Regions from separate parts of the Mus musculus genome. Here region 2 is linked to region 1. A link is a contact called in public HiChIP or PLAC-seq data. All regions are on one chromosome and are shown on one strand. The core of a region is the stretch at or near the end of the contact, and the rest is flanking DNA. Distances in the headings are between cores, read along the strand shown. Region 1 holds the start of Pisd (phosphatidylserine decarboxylase). Region 2 holds the start of Nkx1-1 (NK1 homeobox 1).

Region 1 (4,801 bases), core at 1,245-3,744:
AACCTGGCACAGCCAGTGTTCTCAGCCAGTGGGGCAACTCTGCAACCCAAAACTTTTTCAAAAAAGAAAGAGATATTCAATTACCACACACTGGAATTCTTAGTATATCCTCTTCATTACCAATGTTCACCCTATTTCCAGTTGTAAGATGTCTTTATATTGTGTTTTGTCTACATGTATGTCTGTGTACCTCATGTGTACAGTGCACACAGAGGACCCAAGAAGGCGTCAGATCCCTTGAACTGGAGTTACAGATGGTCATAAGCCACCATACATGTGTGAGAATAATAAGTGCTCTTAACGGCTGAGCAATCTCTTCAGTCCCACATAAAAATCTTTTTTTCCTTCTTCTTCTTAGTTTTATTTCCACAAAAGGTCACAAACAGCCAAGGAGGGCAATACATTTTGCCCAGAAACAAGTATTTGTACATCTTTAATTTTTACAGAAAATTGCCAGGATCAAGAGTGTGTGTGTGTGTGTTGTGTGTGTGTGTATCTGTACAGCAAGTGTCTGCAGTGCCTATGGAGGTCAGAAGGTTTCAGATTTCCTGGAGATGGAGTTACAGATGGTTGTGAGCTGCCATGAAGGCTATGACTGTACCTCCAATTCCCCTGAAGAGCAGCAAATGCTCTTAACCACTGAGCAACCTCGCTAGCCCTGTAACACATTTTTAATATCACCATGGGTCCTAACATTTTACCTATAGTCCTTACTTCTCTCTCCTTCTTTCAAAAGCTAGGAGAGTTCTAAAGCTGAACTGGTAGGTCTCTTGAAAAGCTTTATCCAACACTGTACTTGATATTAAAATATTACCCTTGTCTATTAAACTGTAAGTTCCTTAAGTATAAGGCTAATTGCAAATTAATTAATCAGTAAATTAAATAATGAATGTGGGTAGTGTTTATGCATGTGAATGGGGAGGTCAGAGGACAACTTTGGGGGCCATTCCCCATGAACCATACAAAAACTTGTTAGGTTTGTTATGTTTTATGGTTTTTTCTTTATTGTTGTTTTGCTTTGATATGGGGTCTGAGTATATATTTCTGGCTGGCTGGCAGTCACTATGTAGACCAGGCTGGTCTTGAATCCAGAGAGATTCACCTGCTTCTGCCTCCTGAGTGCTGAGATTAAAGGCGTGCATCTTGTTCTTTGATACAGGGTCCATCACTAGCCTAAAGGTCACCAATTAAGCTAGAATGTTTTCTTCTGGCCTCCATGGGTACCAGGGCACACACAGACATACATGCTGGCAAAATATTTACACACACACACACATTTTAAAAATTGAGCAATGTTGGTGGTGTAGAGATGGTTCAGCAGTTAAGAGAACCAGAGTTGAGCCAGGTGTGGTAAAGCCTTCAATCCCAGCACTTGGGAGGCAGAGGCAGGCAGATTTCTGAGTTCGAGGCCAGCCTGGTCTACAGAATGAGTTCCAGGACAGCCAGGGGTACACAGAGAAACTCTGTCTCAAAAAACCAAAAAAAAAAAAAAAAAAAAAAAAAAAGTACCAGAGTTTGGTTCCCAGCATACATGTCAGATGGCTCTCAACCACCTGTAATTCCTCCAATTCCAGGAGACTCTTGATGGTCCTATGGACACCTGCAACCACCCATATGCATACACACACACGGTGTAAAAAGGTAGAAGTAGTCTTTGCCAAAAAGAAATAAGTATGTAGGCTATTAAGTAACTCAGCCAAGTTGAGAACTGTTTCTTCTCTCTCATTTGGGTTAAGAACTCTCTCCTCTTCTCCCCTCCTACCCTTCAAAAAAGAATAAACAGCTGAAACATGCCAGTAATCTCGGCTTTTTGGAAGCACTTGGGAGGCTGAGGCAGGGGGATAGCTGTGATTTCGAGGCCAGCCTGGGTTACCTAATGAAACTGTCTGGAGCAGACAAAAAGCCAAATGAACAGTCACAATAGATGCCTCATGTCGCTCTCCCACTTCTAGCTGCCTAGGAACTTAAGTAACCCAGACGTTTGGGGTCAGCAGGATAAGGACCACAATTCCACCACAGACTTTTCAGATAAAGAAACCTAATTCTTTCGCCTCAAAGCTTTAGAACCCCAAGTGAAGGTCGCTTTGCCGTGCCGTGCTCTTCCAGGTTACACCAGCCTGGTAGGAAGGCAAACACCCGTGAAAAGGAGATCGACTCTGCTTCCACTCTAGAGACCAGCGGGCAGCAGAATATGGTGGGTTTGGTTGTCCCTGTGCACTTTCACCCAGCCTTTAGGCCACACCCATTTCACGGTCCACGCGGTGGCTTGTAGCACCTGTTCTGAAGCCGAAAGGTGGCTCCGTGTCCTTCCTGTCAGACCTACTCGCGGCGAGCCGGCGACGAGAACTGGCTTCGCTCTCAGAGCCTGGCTTGGTCTGTGCTGATCCCTACCCCAGCAGCCTCCCGCCCGGCCATACCTGCTCCGCCACAGCACACCTCCACGAAGCGAGCGCACACACGCGCGGCCCCCAGACGCCGCCATCTCGCCTCCTCCTGAGCGGACACGCCCCCTTCCGCCTTCGGACGCACGCCCTTGTCGTCACCGGGCCAATCAGGAACGTGAAAGGCTGGGCCCGGAAGCTTCTGCGTACGGCTCCGCCTCTGCCGGGCCCACCCCCGCGGAGTGTGTGGGCAGGCGCGCCGGGGCGATGGGACAGCCGCTCCTGTGCCCGAAAAATCTGAGCCACCTTGTGCTCAGTCACGATGTGTGCATGGCACAAGGATGCTGGCGCCCTCGGCGGCCAGAAGAAGGCGTTGGATCCCTTGGAACGGGGTGTCTATTCTTATCTCATTGATGGGGCTCCAGAGGCGAGGGGTTTATGTAAGAAATATGGAAAGCTGTTAAACTAGGCTCCCGGTGATGGTGCTTTCTCCTGTACTTTCCAGTTATGAGGGGAAAACGAATTTTTCAGTGGTACATAACAGTTTTGTTTTTGTTTTTGTTTTTTTTCCTAAGCGCTGGAGACCCGCAGCCAGCCCTTGGATATTATTACCATTTTAAAGGTCTGCGAGGATAAGCAACTTTCTCAAGGGCACATTAACCCCACAAAGGGCTCGCAAATTGTATAATAATAGAAAATCCAGTATTTCTACATCATTGGTGTCAAAACCCATGATCTGAACACCCCGCCCCCCTTTTAAGGCCCTAGAAAAATGGTTGAACCTGAATGCAAAAACTGAAGGAAGGCAGCCCTGATTTTTCTTCTAGTAAACACCAAACGGATAAGCTAATTAGTGCTTTAGATTAATTCTGGATAGTTACTTAAATTCACTTACAGCAAAACCAGCCACTAAAGAGAACCTAAACCGGGCTTGGTGGCACACCCCTCTAATCCCAGCACTCAGGAGGCAGAGGCAGGAGGATTTCTGAGTTCCAGGCCACCCTGGTCTACAAAGTGAGTTCCAGGACAGCCAGGGCTACACAGAGAAACCATGTCTCGAAAAACCAAAAAAAAAAAAAAAAAAAAAAAAAAAAAAAAAAAAGAGAGAGAGAGAGAGAACCTAAGAAGTCACAAGTTTGGTAATTCAAGGCAAACACCTCCCTTTGTCATACTTTTCCAGAGCCTGGAAAAGAAACACACACAACATAATTTTGGTATGGAATTGAGTGTTGTAATTCAAATGATTGAGGTGAGTTATTTCAAAATAACACTGGAATCCCAGTATTTTGGAGTGTCCTGAATTCCAGGCCAGCCTGGGCTACCTAGACCCTGTTTTAACAAAACAAAACAAAACAAAACAAAAACCCTAGTTTTATATAACACTATTTTTTTTCAATTCTTTAGAAAACATGTTATAAATATACTGTATATACCTTTTTTAAAAGGAGCAAAACTAAAAACACATAATAAAAAGAGGTGGTGAAATGGCTCAGTGGTTAAGAGCACTAGTTGCTTTAAAGGACCCGGTTCGATTCCCAGCACCCAGATGGTGTATCACAAGTATCTATATCTCCAGTTCCAGGAGATACCATGCTCTTCTGGCCTCTGAGGGCACCAGGCATGCAAGTTGCAAGCAGGCACACGTGCAGTTAAAACACTCATGTGTGCAGGTTCTGGTTGTGGCCAGAAGGCATTGAATATCTTGTAATTGAAGTTATAGAGAGTTTGAGTTACCTAGTGTGGGTACTGGAAACAAGGTCTTCTAAAAGAGTAGCCAGTGCTCTTAACTACTGAGCCATCTCTAAGCCCTGAGAAATTTGATATATTGGATTTGACAATGACTTCTTGGCTGTAACACCAAAAGCACAGAGAACAACAAAAGATAACTGAACTTCAAGGTTGGAAAGTTACCTCCTTTTTGCATCTACTAAGCATATTATTTTACTATTATTTCTATTACTTGTTAGTGTGACCACATTACATTTTAATTATTCATTTAATGTGTATGTTTTGCCTGTTTATATGTATATGCACAACATACATGTATGGTTAGATCTGGAACTAGAGTTGAATACCATCCTGTGGGTACTAGAAACTCGAGCCTTCTGTAAGAGCACCCAACATATGTTCTTAACCATTGAACCAGCTCTCTAGCCCCAAATTAGAATTTTATTTTTTTGTGATTTTAAATTATGGATCTGTGTGTAGATATGCCACATTTGTAGGTGTCCTCTTAGACTAGAGGTGTCGCATGCCCCCCAGAGCTGCTGGAAACCAAACTCAGGACCTCTGGGAGAACAGTGCATGCTCTTTTTTTCTTTCTTCCTTTTTTTTTTTTTTTTTTTTTTTTTTGAGACAGGGTTTCTCTGTATAGCCCTGGCTGTCCTGGAACTCACTTTGTAGACCAGGCTGGCCTCGAA
Region 2 (4,801 bases), core at 615-3,114, 650 kb after region 1:
GACTCTGTCTTAAGCGGGCTCCAGCTTCCCGTGGGCTGGTTGAGTTTGGAGGCTGGGAAAGCGTATTGTGAACCTCTAAGCAGGGCCCTGGGAGGGAGTATGAGCGCTAATCCCGCTGCATCCAGAGAGATGCTGCCGCCATGACTGCATTTTGCCTCTGAAATTTTGCAAGGCTGTCTGTCTGCTCTGCAGGAATCTGAGGACCTTTCATGCCCCTCACCCACAGGTGGTCTTTAAATGCCAGAGGAGGCCTCCACGTTTTCCGACCCAGGGCCGGTGTTCAGCTCTCAGATCGAGTTGACGCTGACATACTGGAGCATAAAATCGCAACTCGAAAATAACCCAGCTCAAATGACCCAGGTCGCATGAAGAGTGCGGGTGTCCTGTCCTCAACTCCCAGGTCTTAGCAGGACAACTATTCCCTCAGGCGACACGTAGCCAGTCATCCCTGCCCCAGCCCTGCCTGGCTGCCCTCTCCCAACTGTGCAGCGCTCGCTCCCTCCCTACACAGCTCCAGCAGGCAGCCGCGAGTTCCTCGTAGACCAACCCCTTGGCGGAGAGAGGGGTCCAACTGCAGCCTGCATGGCCTGCCCTTCCTCTCTCTAGGAACGGAAGGTCAATGCAACCGCGTTGGTAGAGCTGGCGGCCCCAGTCCAGTTCTCCCTGAGCGTTCTGGTCCATGAGAGGCGCAGGGGCCAAGAAGTTAGAGGAGGACGGGGGAGGGGCACAAAAAGCAATCAGGAGCTGGTCGAATGCAATTCGCGATCAATAGCGGCCCCTAATAAGTGTAATAGGTTTTAATCGAGTAATTATCCGAATTTTGACCCTATAATTTAGATGTTCGGGGGGAGTTTGCAAGGTGCTTGAAAGAGATATGCATGCGCCGTAATGGGATATCGACCGCAAAGGGGGCGCGGGCCGCCCCATTACCGGCCGCTTTCCGCCGCTAAGCACATTTCCCTTTAACTGTAATCGAAGGGATTTAATTGTTTTTCCAGAGATAACCAGCGTTTTGTCACAATTAGTCTGATTTGTCCAAAGGGGGAGGGCCGGGAAGGCCACGGTGGGGGTGGGTAAGTCACCAAGTCAGTCGCCGCATGTCCCTTTGCCTCCAGCACCAACTACCCTCCAACACCAAAGATTGACTAGATGAATCCTGGACCGTAGTCGCAACCCCAAGGCCCCAGATTTGGCCCAACAGAACCTTTCCAGAAGCGTGCAGCAGTGAGGGCCCTAGAGTCCGGGTCGGGAGGAGGCCACGGATGCTTGGGGCGGACCCCGCGCTCTGCGAACTTTCCACAGAGCCCGGCGGCGCTTGGGTCAGGCCCAGCTCGCCGGGAGCATAAACATTCCGGAGCAGTCGGTGTCCTCGCCCCTATCACCAACCCCTTATACTCACTTGTAGGCTCAGCTCCCGCGGCCGCTGCGACTCCTGTGGCGGCGGAGAGGGCTCGGCGTTCTAGCTCTGCGCGCGGCGAACGTCCGGAGGCAGCGGGGACCGCGACGCACGCGGCCGGGGCGCATGGGGCACACGTAGCGGGCACCACAGGGCCCAGTAGCACGCAGCGGCGTCTCCTACTGTTGAACTTGTTGGGATCTAGGATGTCCAACACGGAGAAGGAGGTGGGGCGCGGGGGCGCGGCGGGCCGGGCCGCTCCAGCCCCCTCTGGCACCGCGGGAACAGTGTCGCTGGCCGCGAGCGGTGGCACTCCAGCCCGGGGAAAGATGGGCAGCTCAGCTCGTCCGTCCATAGTGTCCCGAGCTGTAGCCGCAGGAGCCGGCGGTGCGGGCCCCGAGCCGGGCCCGGGCGGTGGCGGTGGCAGCGCGGGGACGTCCCCGGGTGCCGCCGGGCCGCTGGTACTCATGCGGGCCTCGGGCCGCTCAGGCGGCTCGGGCCCCCGCTACCTACTGGGATCCCATCCCTGCGCCCCGCAAAATCAGCCTCAGCCCAGCTGTTCCCGCTCTGCTGGTGCTGCCTGGCCTTGCCTCCGCCACCGCTTCAGGCGCCCGCCGCGCCGGGCCAGTGCATTTATGGCGGCCCCGCCGGAGGCGCCCACGCGCCCACACGCCGCACACACGTGCGCCCGCAGGCGGCCGCAGGGTTCCGCTTCCCTCGTTAGCGCTCACGCCTAATTGGCTGCGAACGGTCCCAAGCGGAGTAGGCGGGCCCGGTACGGGACTCACGGACTGAGCCGCAGAGACGGACAGACAGACGCCCTGCCCGGAGCCAGAGCACAGTCCACTGGAGGCTGGGGTGCTCAGCACCGTGCCGCTGCGCCTCCGCGGGGCTGGAAACTGCGTGCCCGCCTCCTTGGCGAAGGGGGAGGAGACAGTCGCCTTTTAAATAATTGCGGGATCAGTTGGCTGTGGAGGGCTGCAGAGGCCCCAGGACGTGGGAACCCACGCGCCCCGAGTTGGCCTGGACATCCCAGCTCAGGGTACCGCTAAGGCAGGTCTCTCCTGCTGCCGTGGCACGCGGGGTTCTGGGCTATCCTGGCACCAGGGGCTCTCGCGCCTTCCGCTGCTAGGACGGAAAGGGAGAGAGGGGTTCTTGCGGGTTCTGAGTCTCTCCAGGGTCTTCAGCCCCTTGTGGGGCGTGTTCCCAGAGTTTCGGTTTCCGCTGCCCTCGATTGCTGTTTTTCCGCGTCTGGAGCAATCTGGTCAGAATCTCTGTCCCTCCATCCTCACTGGCTTTGACTCCCGCCCCCTTGGCTGGATCAAATTAGGGACGACTCGAAATCCCCCGCAAGAGGCGGGGCTGGCGCCCGCGAGTGACGCTCATTAGAAGTGGAATCGAAATGAGTAGGGCTAGACGGCCGTCCTAGTCCCCGCCCCCCCCCCAAAGGGTGACCGAAAAATCGCACAAATAGCAGGTGGCCTACATAAAGATCGATACCCTTCATGTAACGGGAAAATATGTGTTTCTTCCAGAAATAATACGGAAACTGTCCTCTTCCCCATCCCTAACAAATCAGAAGGGCCGTTTGAGGCCTGAGCGTTTGTGCACCGTCTTGTCCAGTCTGGAGATTTACAGGACAGTCTCGGCGGACGACCTCGGAAGGTCGAGCCCGGCTTTGGAGGATGAGGGTCAGGTAGCCGATGCTTCGCTTCCTAGTTTTCCTCCTCCTCTCGCTCAGGCCAATGAGCTGACCCGCCTCTGAAGGACCCAGGTGGGACCCGGCGATGGAACTGGCGTGCCCAGAGTGTGAGTGTGTGCGCCTACGACGTGTGCTCCAGCGGGTATGCATTCCTCCTCCCACTACGGTCCCGAGAGCCTGCTCTGCACAAGGACGGTCCTTTGCAATTACCGCGGGCAATGATCCTTCGGAAGCAGAAATTAAAAGTTAGGAGAAATAATGGGGGACCGATCGCCTGTAATTTGGGCCAAGCTCGGACATGCTGAGCCTCTGGGAGGCTGGGACAGGAGGCAGAAGGAGGGGGGCAGGGCTCTCCTCCCCTCAGTTTCTTCCCTGCCCCCTCCCACCCTCACCGCGCTGGTCCATCCTGAGATTCTAATCAGACCCACAACACTGTGTCCTTCCTTGCCAGGACCTGATTATTCTTTATCTTTAAATTATAAATCACCTCTGGGGAAGGAGGGTGGGTAATCTCTCATCACAGTGAGGTAATTATCTTCTTCCCGCCCCCATCTTGGTCTTTGCTCCCTTCCTCTTCTCAACTGAGTTTGAATATAGATGTACACGCCCCATTCTCTTACAAACACACACACACACACACACACACAGAGAGAGAGAGAGAGAGAGAGAGAGAGAGAGAGAGAGAGAGAGAGAGAGAGTCACACTCATTCAGAAGCCGCCAACACACAAGCAGGAATTCATTCATGAGCACCCACACCCAGTCAGAAGGTGGCTCAAAAGGGCAGTGCGCTGCACCCCGTCACCCCTCCCCCATCTGCTCCTCCTTCCACTTCCTGTCTCTTTTAAGTCCTTTGGTGAGGACTGCACACAGACCGGCTGCCAAGTCCCCATCTTCTTTGCTTCCCCAGGAAGCAGAGCCACTGGGTGCAGAAGGGAGCTTCTTTTGGGAGGGGAGGGCAGGGGAGGACAGGCCTCATGTGCAGAGCTGGCTCTGGGTAGTGGAGACTCTGGGACATCCCTACAAGCACCCACACCCCCCCACACACCCCCCCACACACACATTTGTCACTAGCACAAGTCAGCAGAGGGGTGAATGTTGGCAAACATTTAACAGCAGCTGCAGCACCCACACCTTACTGGGTTGGAGCTGGCCTGGCTGCACTCTCAGCCATGACACCTGCCTGTGAGGAAGTACAATGACCTGTGTAGCCCTTTCTGTGCAGCCTTCCTTCAGGACAAGCAAATGCAAGCAAAGTGGTGTTTCCTAGAACGTGAGTTGTAGACTGCAGCTAAGACACAGACAATGTAATACAACGTGTTAACAGAGGATATGAAGTGAGATAAAGTAACACGTTATAGAAAAACAGGCAACTGGATGTTGGGTTTTGTTGTTGTCATTGTTGTTGTTTTTCACCGAAACTCACACTTGGCCCTGCCGAATGACCTGCCTGCTGATGGGTAGGGGACTGGTCAGAGCTGGGCAGAATGCAGAGAAAGCACCTTGGCTGTCTAGAAGTTTGTATGCCCCTGGTTTACTTCCCCTGCCCTTCCTGCCCCTCAATATTCTGACATGAGCTGTAGCAGGCAGAGTAATGAACAGCCAAGCTTACAGCCAACTCTGAGGAGTAAGGTGAGCCCAAGGGTCCTCTGGAGCTGAATAGGGCCACCGCTTCTCTTCTTCCTTTGGTCTGGGACAATGCTGT

Evidence for each region. HiChIP or PLAC-seq counts read pairs in DNA pulled down with a chosen protein or histone mark.
Region 2: an H3K4me3 HiChIP or PLAC-seq map of bone marrow-derived macrophages shows a contact between it and region 1, with 5 times the contacts expected there. The contact joins the promoter of Nkx1-1 here to the promoter of Pisd in region 1. A contact is called at or near these places in 1 of 39 promoter capture datasets (liver) and 1 of 115 datasets of contacts at active chromatin or transcription factors (bone marrow-derived macrophages).

What each region holds. Positions count from the first base shown.
Region 1 is chr5:32,783,132-32,787,932 of GRCm38.p6, forward strand. It overlaps Pisd (phosphatidylserine decarboxylase), which reads right to left and starts at 2,495. Exons shown (of 8, transcript NM_177298.3): 1 at 2,418-2,495. The coding sequence starts at 2,482.
Region 2 is chr5:33,432,226-33,437,026 of GRCm38.p6, forward strand. It overlaps Nkx1-1 (NK1 homeobox 1), which reads right to left and starts at 1,865. Exons shown (of 2, transcript NM_011320.1): 1 at 1,400-1,865. The coding sequence starts at 1,865.